Linked DNA regions of Sus scrofa: region 2 is linked to region 1. The links are chromatin contacts, called in public HiChIP or PLAC-seq maps. All regions are on one chromosome and are shown on one strand. Each heading gives the region's core, a stretch centred on a gene start, on an enhancer-like site or on the middle of the called end of the contact. The rest is flanking DNA. Distances are from core to core; before and after follow the strand shown. Region 1 has its middle 81 kb from the start of MDM1. Region 2 overlaps RAP1B (ras-related protein Rap-1b).

Evidence for each region. HiChIP or PLAC-seq counts read pairs in DNA pulled down with a chosen protein or histone mark.
Region 2: a contact with region 1 is called in an H3K27ac HiChIP or PLAC-seq map of alveolar macrophages. The contact joins two enhancer-like sites. A contact is called at or near these places in 2 of 47 Hi-C or Micro-C datasets (embryonic fibroblasts and retroperitoneal adipose tissue) and 2 of 2 datasets of contacts at active chromatin or transcription factors (alveolar macrophages and skeletal muscle).

What each region holds. Positions count from the first base shown.
Region 1 is chr5:32,751,339-32,758,707 of Sscrofa11.1, reverse strand. No RefSeq gene overlaps it. Among named protein-coding and RNA genes, the nearest start is that of MDM1, 81 kb to the right of the region's middle. Within about 2 kb of position 2,922, at least 4 of the 83 cell types and tissues checked have an H3K27ac peak or open chromatin away from gene starts, as enhancers often do. A contact at or near this core is called in alveolar macrophages, where this site is marked.
Region 2 is chr5:32,924,042-32,931,410 of Sscrofa11.1, reverse strand. All of the region lies in intron 1 of RAP1B (ras-related protein Rap-1b), which reads right to left. Among named protein-coding and RNA genes, the nearest start is that of RAP1B, 18 kb to the right of the region's middle. Within about 2 kb of position 4,225, at least 6 of the 83 cell types and tissues checked have an H3K27ac peak or open chromatin away from gene starts, as enhancers often do. A contact at or near this core is called in alveolar macrophages, where this site is marked.

The DNA.
Region 1 (7,369 bases), core at 1,673-4,172:
AATGCATGACTCTAGGCTACCCCTGCAAAAGATGCTAATACCAATACCTCAAACTGGTTTCACAGAAGCAGTCCATCTGAAGCTGGCTGTCAAGCCTTAACTGATGAATGTTTGCTGTCAAGGCTGTCCTTGAGCAGAATGAGGGACAGGGCTTGGTTGAGGCATACCACTCCCCTCGGCCCTTCTCAATGCCCTCCCTAAAGACTGAGTCCCTTAAAGAGCTTCATCGAAGGTTTTATGCTCAAAATGATAATTTCTCAGAGCCATATGGTACAATGTCAATCACGTTCAATACTCCCCTCCTTTTCCTGTTATCACCTTCTTCCCTCTTCCTCTCCTCTTGTTCCCATCTGTTTAATTTTCATGGTTTTTCTTTTCTGTCTCTTTAACCATTCTTTTCCTTTCCTGAGATATGAAACTGGGGGGTGGGGATAGAAGGTGGAGAGAGAGAGAGAGAAAGAGAGAGGGAGAGAGAATGAGAGAGAGAAAGGAGTGAAGGAGGGAAGGAGAGAAGACAGGAAGGGGGGTTATCTGTTATCTCGTAGGTTGTATATAATGTTTGTTAATCCCAGGGATTTCTTATACTGCTGGTGTTTGTTTTCATCTCATAGTATTGTTGGGAGGATTAAATGCAGAGTACTTAGCCTAGTGCCTGTAGTACAGTAAAGTCCCAATAAACACTAGCTGTTATTTAAGTTTGCTCTGGAATAAATATCTTTATAGGTAGGGCATTCCATTTGTGTGGGGATTCTTCAGTTCTCCACAGTTCCATTTTCTGAAATACTTTCAGGGTAACTGATGTATATGCGCTCATGCATGTGGGTGAGCTCGTGTGTGTGTGTGTGTGTGCACACACACACACATTTTCTTTCCTTCTATTAAAGAAGGGTCACAATACAGAGGAAAGCAAATGCTTCACCTCTGTCTAGCAAAAAAGGCTTTCAAAATATTTTGACTGCCATGACTGTCACCTACACATACATACATCATGACTGTCACCTACACGTAAATGATAAAACAAATTTTCAAGAGGCAATACTGTTGTGGCGGCTGTCAGCAGCCCAAGGCCGGAGTGTGTCAGCTCTGGTGGCAGCCCTATGGCCAGGGTACCAGCTCCAGCAGCTCTGTGGCCACAGTGTACCAGCTCCAGCAGCTCTTTCACCCGGAGAGAAACCAAGCGAGCACTCAGAGTTGGAGAACTCATGTTTATTACGCCGGCGGGCTCAGAGGAGATCGCTCTCCCGAGTCTGAGCCCCAGTTTCACAAGGTTTTTGTGGGCTAGTTCTTCCAGATCCGTGCTTGGCAGACCAGAGAGAGAACTGGCAAAGTCGTAGATGCGGGAGCAAGTTTTACAGAAGCAGGTGTGTTGGGGAGGGGTGGTTGGGGTAGTTGGCTGGGTTAGGGGCAGTTTGGCCAGATTTTGCTGAGTCATCATGGCCGGGGTGTCTCCTTTCGACCTTCTTGTTGGGACATTTTCTCCTACAGTACCAGCCTTTACTACTTGCACTACTATGTTCTGCTCTGGTACATTCTCTTTCATCAAAAAAATATATGGATTGCCATATACTAAATTAATTTCATGACCCATAATGGGTGTCACCTGCAGTCAGAGAAATCAAGGTCTAGTAGATAGTTGGGGATTTGCTGGATCCCACTAGATACATCCTTACCCTGGGCCCACCAGCCCTACTATGATTTCTCAGATCTGTCATAGTCTCAATCCTTCTAGTCCCTCCTTTTTGTCTTCTAAGTTAAGAAACAGCAAATCAGAAATGCCTTTTCTGTCTCCTTCTATTCTTCTGCTCCCATGTCTCCTCTTTTGTTCATTCCCTCTCACATCTCTTCCACTCCATTCTTAACTGCTGCTTTCAGAATAATAAAATAATAATAACAATGACAATGCTAGCAGCAGTCATAATAACAATGATAGCTAACACTCATTTCATGCTTGCTTTGTGTCAGACACCCACCTAAGTGCTTTATAGATGGGAACTCGTTTACTACTCATAATCGCCCTATGTAGTCAACTATCCTATAATTACTCTGATGGAAGCATTACCTGCTCTTTTTTTCCAACACCTCCAGTCAGAATGAGGAAGACTTGCATATTAGAGAGTCTGGGCTAAATACTTAATCAAATAGAAATGATGATAATATTATGGAACAAACAATTTGCTTTCATAAACCCTGATCTGGAAACAATTGCTAAAGATCATGACCACAAACCTAGAATCAGTAAGCCTGAGTGAGGCTTGGTATGTTGCTATGCTTAGGCTGAATTTCTTGATATATTGCAAAGTTGAGAAGGAAAACATATTATAAAACCTTAGTCTCATGTAAACATCCACCCAGAGAAAATTACTGTAGCATTTGTTGTTTGATCATTGTTTTAATGTTCTGTTCAGTAATTAATTGTTAAAAATTTAAAAAGTAACAATTTTCTCTGGTTATAAAAATAACATCACTTTTTACTCTTAAGATTGTACAATATGCATTCAAACGTAAAAATGAAAACAAAAAATGACCCCAAATCCCATTACTCAAAGATAGGAGCTATTCGCATTTTGGTGAAGTATGAGATAGACCTTCAGACATGTTTTGTTTGGCCTATTTTAGAATGTTTTTCATATAAAAACCTAGGTTTCTATCATCTCTTGATGCTGAAAATATCATGGAGCTCTGACAACACCAAGCCCACATTCCTCCAGGGCAGCAGCTGATGGGAACTGAGGAGCAGCTGCCTTTGGGGCAGGGCAGGGCCTGCATATTTCATCCATCCTAGTCCCCACCACTCCCACTTTTTTCTTACACTCGGTCAGCTTCATTCACTTGTTATTCTCATGCCCTAGGGGGGAGGCATTTGAGTTTTCTCTCTTTTCCTTTAGAAATAATGCTTACTCAACCAACATTTCAGGTCCAAAGCTGTACTCTTTGTGGGTGGTGGCCACAGTGACAAAGAATGATGGGTAGGAGGGGTGGCCTCTTGCTGGAGAAGGTGGGAGAACAAAGTTCTTTGACTTTTGGCTTCTACTCTTTGTCTCCTGGATTTGTTTAAATCTGAAATTTAAACAAGTTCTACATCTAGAGGACTCCTTTCCTTAAACGCCTCCTAAATCTATTCTGTATATTATTTCCATAACTTTGTCCATATTCCCTGAACTAATGAGTGACTTTATTATGCTAAGAAACTACTTCCTCCCTCTTTGCTTTCACACATTGCTAAACACATTGCTAAACAGTGAAGAGAGCCTGGTAAGGCCCAGATCACGTCTCCTTAGATGGTTGGTTTCTCTTTAGGCCGAGGTCTTGGTGTTTGACCTAGCCACAATGATGTTATAAATCTTTCTCTAAGTCATTAAAATTATTTATAAAAATAAATTTAGTGGCTGAACAACATTATAGGATATGTCACATTTTCCTGTCCTTTTTTTTTTTTTTTTTTTTTTTTTTTTTTTTTTTCTCTAATGGGTGAGGTCTCAGTGAGAGGCAGGTCTAGGAGGAAGACATATCCGTTAGGGATTAAGAGAGGAGACAGGAGGCAGTAAGGACAGGGTACCAATTGAGATTCTAGAACTGGTTACTTTAAGAAGCAGAAGTCTACGATGAGAACAAAGTCCAAAAACTAGAGTTCTAAAATCAACAGGGTGGTGACACCTGGGGACTTGTCATAAACCTGCAAGGGGGTCAGGGAGCCGATGACCAAGGAGTGAGGAAGCCGGTGGATGGGAAAGTGAACCCACAGTAACCTCTGAGCAGGGGTTCAGTCATAATTTACATTTTTTGTTTTGTTTTGCTTTTCCTTTTTAGTGAGATTCCCATTCCTTCTAGGTCAATTTAGGAGAGCCGATGCAGGGCATATAATAATTTTTCTATTCTCCTGAAGTTGAACATTTAGGTATTTCCAATTTTTCACTTTCATAAATAATGTGGTAAAATCTCAGTGTATATTTGGGACTATCATTTCAGGATAGATTTGGGAAAATGGAAATACTCATTCTTTTTAAGAATATTGGAATATACTGGCAAAATGTTTCCATAAAGGTTGTTTGCATTTGTTCTCCCATCAATGGTGTTTCTGCTTTGTCCCTTTAAATAAACTTGGCCCACCCACATAAATCTTTTGAATGAAAAGCTGCCACTGCCATCTGTACTTCATATCAGGAATTTCTCTAGGCCACTGGCTTTCAAATTTTTTATGACTCACAGTGAGAAGTAAATCTTACACAGTGACCTGACACATATGAGTATACAATTGAAACAAAAGTTTCACAAAACAATCACTTGCCCTTCTTCTATGTGATGTACTTTAGTAAGTCCATCCTCTTATAATTACTTATTTATTTATCCTTTTAGGGCCACACCTGTGGCACATGGACGTTCCCCCTCTAGGGGTTGAATCAGAGCTGCAGCTGCTGGCCTACACCACAGTCACAGCAACACTGGATCCTCCCACCCACTGAGTGAGGCCAGAGATCGAACTCGCATCCTCATGGATACTAGTCAGGTTCGTTACCACTGAGTCATGATAGGAACTCTCTTTTCTAATTTTTAAATTAAGCTCATCATGTCCCATTAAATTGATATAATAACTCTCCAATGGGTCATTATTCTGAGTTTGAAAGAAATCATTCTAGGCCAAAATCATTTTATAGCTTGACTTCTTAGGACTTCAACCTCTCTCTTTTTTTGTACTCATTTAAGCCCTAGGGTTCTATTCTTCAATAATCCCTTTAAATTGATGACCTGCTCTGGATTTGCTCACCTGGATTTGACCATCACCACCTTTGAGGCATGACTTCCAGACTGCATCCTTTGTTTTGGGCACTAAGTCCCAGCTGTGCCATCTAGACTTCTTGGGACCTGACCTAGTTGGCATGATCTCTTCATGGGTCCCTCTCAATGGGAATGGAAAATGTATTAGGGAATGAGAGTTCTCACACTGTGCAGAAAACTGAGCACCAGCATTGAAAAAGAAAGACCTTACCTAGACCCTCTCATCCAGATATCCACATGTCGACTCTCATGTCCTTCAGTCTCTGCAAATGTCACCTCCCCAGAGACGTCTTCCCTGACCATGGCTTCTCAAATAGAATCCTGGTTACTCTCTGTCCTATCACCTTGCTTTAACTTTTCTTTTTAGTTCTTATTGAGGGTCCAGCTATGCCTTGTTTGGAAATACAGAATGTAAAAGCAGGGAGAGATTTAAAGGTCAGCTCTGGTTCAACCCCTTAATTTTACAGGGAGGAGATGCAAGCTCAGAGAGGTAAGTAAATATTCCATGGCAACCTAGTTTATTTGTTGTAGCAAAGCTAAACTAGAAACCAGATCCTTGGATATTTGTCAGTTCCTCACTGGTTTATGGCACTGTTCTAGTCCATACTGTGGTCTTTATGATGAGGTTTTGGGGGGTTATTTTTTGTCTCATAATAAGCTCTTAGATGCATTGCATTAGACTATATTAGACTCAGTAGTAAAAAGTAGTGTGAAACTGTTCCAGCGTTTCTCACTGGAAGCATACATTATGTAGTCCAAAGGGCTTTATACTCCTCAAATTTTCAACATGAGCTTCCTTATTCCTTGATCATTTACTTCCCTGACCTCTTTTCACGTTTCATTTTATACAGAAGGAAATTGAGGCATAGAGTGGTAAATAACATAGACACCATTCCAATTAAACTGAACTACAATTTCAAAGGGAAAATGTTACATGCAAAGATCTACAAAGGAATCTAATCATACAAAGAACTAATTGAGGTTGGGAGTCAGCAATTCCATACAAAGACTTGAGTCTTTGGCTGCAACAAAGTGCAGGGTTTAATGACAAGTACAATTAGGAGAAGATGAAGGCTTGTGTCACAGGATTTGATAGAGACAGAGGGGCTACACAGCAGCACAACTTGGACACAACTGTTAGTTCTGGGTAGAACCTTCCAGACTAGAGGGTAAGGTTGGCTACATGTCCAATTCTCTAATGACAACTTTTGTGGCTGCAACTGCTGGATCTTTGGGGGAGGTCTAAAAGCTCTTCCATGGAGCACTTTCCTGTCCCAAACACCTACTTTCCCAAAATGCAAAGTGTTGGTGACTGGTGGAAATTTTGATCGTTCAATTTTTAATTTAGTTAGTCCTATATCTAGTCACCATTTTTTGGCAATGACATTAATATTTTCCTTTTGGAAAATGACTTCTCTCTCACTGATTGTATGCTTGCTGGGACTGTTAACTAAGATCACCTTCAGCCAAGGGGAAGGTATAAGACCTGAGTGAAATTAAAAGTGTGCTCTCCTCGGAACCCAAATCCTGATCAGTGTGACAAAGAGACTGAATACAGTTGGAGCTCAACACTCTGTCTAGATTATTACACTATCCCTGCTACCAAGACCCTAAAGTGGTGTTGCTTTTTGCCCTCTACTGAGCCTGGTTCTCCAGGCTTCCCTTCGATTTTGTGAACACTCCCCATATCCTTTTAGTAATTTTTTTTTTTGGCTTCAGTTAGCCGAAGTTGATTTTGTGTGTGTGTGTGTGTGTGTGTGTGTGTGTGTGTGTGTGTGTGTGTGTGTCTTTTTATCTCTTCTAGGACCGCACCCATGGCATATGGAGGTTCCCAGGCTAGGGGTCGAATCAGAGCTGTAGCCGCCGGCCTATGCCAGAGCCACAGCAACGCAGGATCCAAGCCGCGTCTGCAACCTACACCACAGCTCACGGCAACGCCAGATTCTTAACCCACTGAGTGAGGCCAAGGGTCGAACCCATGTTCTCATGGGTTTGTTAACTGCCAAGCCACGACGGGGAACTCCTGAAGTTGATTTCTGATGTTAACCACCAGAAGCCTTGATTAGCACAACAGGCAGTCTGATCTGGGAATTCCAACCATCTCTTTCTACCAAAACTGCACTAACAGGCATGTCAATAAACATTTGTTCATCATCTACAAAGTGCCAGATGGCATGTCAGGGGCTTTTGTCTCTGTTATCTGATTTGACCTTCAAAACAATACCACAAGATAGAAACTGTTATGTAATTTTTCCCAATTTAAAAATTGTGGTAAATGACACATAATATAAAAGTTACTATTGTAGTCATTTTTGAGTGTACAGTTTGGTGGTATTAAGTACATCAATAGCGTGCAGTGGTTGCCACCATTTATCTCTAGAATTTGCTGATTTAGTCCTTTTACGAAACTGAAATTCTTTATCTATTTAACAATAATTTCTCATTCTCCCCTCCCCCCCAGCCCCTACAACTACCATTTCACTTTCTGTCTCTATGATTTTGACAACTTTAAGTATCTCATTTAAGTGGAATCATACAGTATTTGTCTTTTGTTGTTGTGACTGGTTTACTTAGAATAATATCCTCGAGTTTCATT
Region 2 (7,369 bases), core at 2,976-5,475, 170 kb before region 1:
GTCTGCCTATAAGGATATATCAGGCAAGATTTCCTAAGCAGATACTTAAGCTAGACCAGTAGATATTTTAAGGGAATAGGAGGTTCACTGGAAGATGAGAGCATTCTGGGGAAAAGGACTAGCATGAGAGGATTCAATACATCTTGAATCCAGGGGTAAAGGGAGGTAGGTGCTAGAGGAAGGAGACTTGCTTGCTTAAGAATTTGACCTGCATTCTGTAAGAACTGAGAGACGTCTCCAAGTTGGGAAATGATGTGAACATATCTGTGTTTTATAGAAAGATCACAGAAACTGAGTATAGTTTTTCTGAATTCTTGAGAATTTAGTAGTTTACTGCAGGTAAGAGATGGTGACCTAAGTCAGGGCAGTGATTGAAGGAATAAAGAAAAGGGATATCTGAGAAATTTCTAAGGCAGAATTTAAAGAACATGGGGACAGACTAGCTTGGGTGAAAAAAGGAAAATGAGATGCAACATGATCAAACAGATGGATAGTAGGGCCAATTAAACCAGATAGGGAGCCTAAAAGCAACAGACTTTGCTTAGTAGATAGCTCTTATTTTTTGGATTAGGTCTCAAATACAGCAGAGGAAAAACTGACAATAGTATGGACATGGCAGAAGCATTTTCTATTCCTAAAGAGATCAGAAAGAAGATGCTTAATGCTTATGTTCAAAAGGCTTCAGGCATAGAACAGTGATTTGTTTAGCAAGACTGTAAATGTACCATGAGTAATTTGTTTCACTCAATATTTCTGGCTTATTAATTTGAAATATATAATTTATTTAGATGGTTACAAATCTCACAAGTCTTAAAATTTTAGTCGTAAGCCTTCATCAAATGAACTTTGATGGGTTTTTTTACCAGTTTATGAGAAAGAGAAATATGAACAGAAAAGATATCAATACTTTACAAAACCAAAAACCTTTCTAGGCTTAGTGAGTTTCTCAGTATAAAATATTAAGTGGCTAGGCTGTATTGCATAATAAATCATAACATATAAAAATCATTTGCTGGAGTTTCTGCTGTAGCTCAGTGGTAACTAACCTGACTAGTTTGCATGAGAACATGGATTTGATCCCTGGTCCCACTCAGCGGGTTAAGGATCCGGTGTTGCCATGAGCTGTGGTATAGGTCACGGACAGATGTGGCTTGGATCCTGCATTGCTGTGGCTGTGCTGTAGGCCAGCAGCTGCAGTCCCAGGATTTGACCCCTAGCCTGGGAACTTCCATGGGTAAGGCCCTTAAAAAAAAAAAATCATTTGCCTACACCAGGTCTTTGGACTTGGTCATTTCCTCTTTATCTTAAGCCTTTCATAAGCAGGGTGGGGTTAGCACTTTACATCCTATTTCTGATTTATAGATATTACTGCTATGGTGACACCACTGCCAATGTTTACTCAACATTCTTTTAAGGGCTAGCCTAAAAATAAAATGTATCTATTAAAACCAACAAAAGTATTTCTGGCTCATTAATTTCTACAAGCAAAGAAGTGCAGATTTTCTCCTTGTGAAAAGGACAGCATTTTTTCAACTTTAAATGTTCCCATTTTCTTGTCAAGTCTTTTTGTCACCCAAATCTGATCTTTACATTTCTCTATAGGAATATAATGCTCAATACACTTGCTTGCTTTATTTATTTATTTATTTACCTTTTCTAGGGCCACACCTGCAGCATATGGAGGTTCCCAGGCTAGGGGTCTAATCAGAGCTGTAGCCACCGGCCTATGCCAGAGCCACAGCAACTCGGGATCCGAACCATGTCTGTGACCTACACCACAGCTCATGGCAACGCCGGATCCTTAACCCGATGAGCGAGGCCAGGGATTGAACCCGCAACCTCATGATTCCTAGTCAGATCATTAACCACTGAGCCACGATGGGAACTCCAGAATACACTTGCTTTAAAGGCACAAGTAATTTTTCCACAACAATGTGGTACATGATATAAGCTGGCAAGTATCACAAGGTGGCAAAAAGAACCATAAAAAAGCTAAAGTAACACCAAAAGGACTCTATTCGCATTCTTAAAACAAGAAAAATAATGAAAGGATAATAAGCAAACCATTCCACAAGAGCCTATTTTAGTCAACAAGTTAATCAAATTAAGAACACTATTTTATTCCACATAGTCCCATGAGGCACATTAAAATTTAATCACTACAAAATGGGAGGAACAAAAAAGAAAAAGAAGGGGGTACTGTATGGAGGAACCAGATCTTTAATGTTCTTTTCGGTATAAAGTATCAATATTTTTAATGGCTCTTTTCCAAAAATACTACTAGGCATAGTGCATGTCCAAGAATAGTTTATGTCCTAGTATGGCTTCACTGTAGATCAAATTTGTTAAGGATTTTTAGTAGCCACTAAGTTATATATACATACTATTAGAGAGATCTCAGCCTTGGAGTTCTCATACAAAAGCTAATTCCAGCAAAGGAATGATTAGGCACGTACTACTCAATATGTGTCTTTAGAAACACTGTCTCTCGGAGTTACTGCTGTGGCTCAGTGGGTTATGGATCTGGCCATTGCAATAAGCTGTAGTATAGGTAGGTCACAGACATGGCTTGGATCCCACGTTGCTGTGGCTATGGCTTATGTCAGCAGCTGCAGCTCCGATTCGACCCCTAGCCTGGGAACTTCCATATGCTGCAGGTTCAGCCCTAAAAAAGAAATACTGTCTCTCCCCAAAGAAGGCATATGGTTAGCCAGTAGGCACATGAAAAAACACTCAACATCACTACCAGAGAAATGCAAATCAAAACTATAAGGAGGGAGCACCTGACACCAGTCAGAATGGCTGTCATTAACAGGTCAACAAATAACAAATGCTGGAGAAGGTGTGGAGAAAAGGGAACCCTCCTTTACTGTTGGTGGGAACGTAAATTGGTACAACCACTATGGAAAACAATTTGGAGGTGCTTCAAAAAACTAAATATAGAACTACCACATAACCCAGCAATCCCACTCCTGGGCATATAACCAGAAAAAAGATACATGCACCCCTATGCTCACTGTAGCACTATTTACAGCAGCCAAGACATGGAAACAACCTAAATGTCCATCAAAAGATGAATGCTACTCAGCCATAAAAAGGAAAAAATAATGCCATTTGCAGCAACATGGATACAACTACAGATTCTCATACTAAGTGAAGTCATAAAGAGAAAGACAAATACCATACTGATATCACTTATATGTGGAATCTAAAATATGGCACAAACAGGAACAGATCATGAAGAACAGACTTGTGATTGCCAGTGGGGTGGGAGAAGGAAGTGGGGTGGACAGAGAGTTTGGGGCTAGCAGATGCAAACTGTTACATTTCCAATAGAGAAGCAATGTGGTCCTACTTTATATTTATAGCACAGGGAACTATGTCCAGTTTATTGGGTTAGAACATGATGAAAGATAATATAGAAAAAAAATGTACATGTATGTATGACTGGGTCACTTTGCTGTCCAACAGAAATTGAAGGAACATTGTAAATCAACTACAAGCTAACACAAAATTTTAAAAAAGTCTGTAAATCTATGATCAAAGCTTAAATCACTTTAAGAGGAAAATTTCAAGCTGCCTTGGACTTTGCTATATCTAATAAAGCTCATTTAAATAAGCATTAATCGGAGCTCCCTTTGTGCCTCAGTAGTAACAGACCCAACTAGTATCCATGAGGATGCAGGTTCAATCCCTGGCTTCCCTTAATGGGTTGAAGGATCCGGCATTGCCATGAGCTATGGTGTAGGTCATAGACCCAGCTAGGATCCAGTGGTGCTATGGCTGTGGTGTAGGCCAGAAGCTGCAGCTTCGTTTGATTCCCTAGCCTGGGAACTTCCATATGCCACGGGTGCGGCCCTCAAAAGACAAAAAAAGGGCATTAATCATCTGATTATGCAATTTTTAATTAAAAATTTTAGTAGCAACATCTTCTGATAAGGATACCATGATGTCATACACAAATATATCCAAGTAGATAATTAATCAAATGTACTTTCGTATTTTCATTTGAACATTAAGGAATGTCAAATATTCAGAAACTTAAAAAATAAAAGCCCACGTGCTCCAACACCCCTCTCCCACCAAGCCAATTGCTTATAGTTACCACACATTTATTAAACTGTGTCAAAACAGTGATAAGCAAAAAAGATAACTGTATCATAAAGTGCAATCAGGGTGACTAAGAGTCCTGGTTTTAACAAAGTCTTGTGTCCCAAGAAATCCTCAGTCCTGAGCAAAACAAAGGGGTTGGTCATCTCTGGTGGAATACATCTTGATAGGAATTTACTTCCTCTCATGTTTCGTAATTTTAAAAATATGGAACTGTGAAGACTTAGAAAACATCTTGCAAATGTACTACAAAGTTTATCTTTTTTCACAACACAATCAGACTCCTTTCTGATGTAAAACATGGAAATTAAAAACCAAATGGTGTACAGCTCTTAGTACAAGGGACAAGTTTGAGCATTTATGGTAACAAACAATATTTATACAGCCTTTACAATTTACAATGTATTCTGACCCAAGTTTCCTCATTTAGATAAAAATCCAAGGAACATGCCATGAAAGAATACTGCTCCTTGCTTAATTAGAACAGTACAGCTTTCATTGAATTAGTATCTAAATATGCATTAAGTGCAAGTCATCAGGAAGGTTACAAAGATGAACAAAACATACCTGCTCTCAAGAAGCTTACAATTTTGTAGGAAAGATGAGAGGAAAAAATACGGAAAACATAATGAGAAACACAAAAAATACTATGGAAATTCAGAAAAAGGTCAGGAACAGATGTATGAAGAAGATGGCAAATGACTAAAAGTTATAGCTTTAAGGAAAACTACCAGGGAAATGAGATGTGAGAGCAAAGGCAGCAAAATGTAGGAATAAGATTAGACTACAACAGAGAGCATGTCTCAGTGGATCTCAAGGTACAAAGGAAGAGGGAAAAAAAACAAGAGAGTCCACAGTTAAGATAACAAAGATTTGAGTATTGGTCAAGAGACCTGACTCATTTTGTAATCAACAGTACTAAACATTTTGAAGAAAAAAATACCAATACCGAGAAAATTAAAGGTTCTTTTGTTGTTGTCGTCTTTTAATATGATTTTTATTTTTTCCATTATAGCTCAGTGTTCTGTCAACTTTCTACTGTACAGCATGGTGACCCAGTTACACATAGATGTATACATTCTTTTTTCTCACATTATCATGCTCCATCCTAAGTGACCAGACATAGTTCCCAGTGCTCCACAGCAGGATCTCATGGCTAATAATTCCAAAGGCAATAGTCCTGGTGTTGTCTTTTTTCAGGGCCACACCTGCAGCATGTGGAGGTTCCCAGGCTAGGGGTCAAATTGGAGCTGTAGCTGCCAGCCTATGCCAGAACCACAGTAAGGCGCGGGATCCAAGCCGTGTCGCGACTTACACCATAGCTCACAACAATGCCAGATCCTTAACCCACTGAGAGAGGCCAGGGATCGAACCTGAGTCCTCATGGATGCTAGTCGGGTTTGTTAACTGCTGAGCCATGATGGGAACTCCTAAAGGTACTTTTTAAATGAATAAAAGGGAGTTCCCGTCGTGGCTCAGTGGTTAATGAATATGATTAGGAACCATGAGGTTGCGGGGGTTTGATCCCTGGCCTTCCTTGCTCAGCAGGTAGGGATCCAGTGTTGCCGGGTAAGGATGCAGCATTGCCGTGAGCTGTAGTGTAGGTCGAACACTTGGCTAGGATCTGGCATTGGTGTCACTCTGGCGTAGGCCGGCAACAATAGCTCCAATTAGACCCCTAGTCTGGGAACTTCCATATGCTGCAGGTGTAGCCCTAGAAAGGCCAGAATAAAATAAATATATGAATAAAAGAAGCTAGAGTTCCCACTGTGGCTCAGTGGAAACAAACTCGACCAGTACCCAGGGTTAAGGACAAGGCGTTGCTGTGAGCTGTGGTGTAGGTTGCAGATGTGGCTTGGATCTGACACTGCTGTGGCTGTGGCATAGGCTGGCAGCTGTAGCTCTGATTCGAACCCTAACCTGGGAACTTCCATATGCCTCCAGCAAGGCAATTAAAAAAAAAAAACTTCTAACAAATCTAGGCAATACATCTAGAAAAGCATTATATTAAATTTGATTAATATGTGGCCTACTTTTAAAATGCATCAATTGATTTCCAAGAAAACCTATAACAAAGACGATGAAAACCAAAATTAAGAGGTCAGAAACAATATGCTGCATAAAGGAAAAGAAACTGACAAAAAACAGTTAAGACAACTGGTTATTTCAGTTTTATCCTGCAACACTGTATGAATACCAAGTACCTACTATGTGCAGGTAGTGCGGATACTGGATCTGCATGTCTTAGGCCCACTATTTTTTATAATAGGATGTTCACTTTGATACCACAGCATTTGATATCTAAAGCATACTGAGATTACTTTTCGTTAGTACTACCACGATGGCACATGGCACTTAAGGTATGTGCCTAAGACCTCACTCATATTGACAAATGAGGCAGATACCTGGGGGCAGGCCATATTTTTCCTCAAAAAGCTGCTCTGGATTTGCCTAAAGTATAAAAAATATTTGGTTAAGGCTTAAATATCTCAGGCCAGAGAGCTATGTATAATGTTAATTGCCACATAACCAACACTTAACACAGTGTCTGGTTCTTGCCCTAGAGCAAGGGTTGGCTAACTTGAGCCCACAGGTCAAATTCCATTGTGCCTGTTTTTTTGGAAATAATGTTTTATTGGAACACAGCCATGCAACTGCTGTGGTTACTATACTATAATAGCAGAGCTGAGTCGCTGTGACAGGATAACTGCTGTAGAATATTTTATATAGCTAGCACTGTTGTCTTATACTTTTACGAAGATGAACTGGTTGTAAAGTAATAACAAAAACCTAAAAAAAAGAAGAAAGAAAACAAACCTGAAAGGAATCTGAGAATGATCCACCTGACTACATAAGACTGTCTATCAAAAACAGTAATTTTGGTCCTGGCATAGATGCTGCTGCTCTCTTTTACAATATTCAACAGGCACCTTATTCATTTAGCCAACAGATTCAGTTGTTTAAGGCCATTTATGAGGATGGTAAAACAGTGTTATCAGGGAAACCTAAGGTAAGACCCCAACATATCCCAAAACTCCATCAAATTTTACAGATAAAACTGAAAAGGGCATCTTTGGTAAAGTACATTTTTATATTTGGAGCTGAATCTGATCTATTAAATTTGTTCACTTTGATTTCAGAAGTAGTTAATATAATAAACAGTATAACATTATTCATGCCACTAGAGCTCTGCAAAGTTTCCTTTCAGATTACTTTAGAAAAATCCTTTGTTTCTTGGGCTTATGTCAAGTACTTGTAC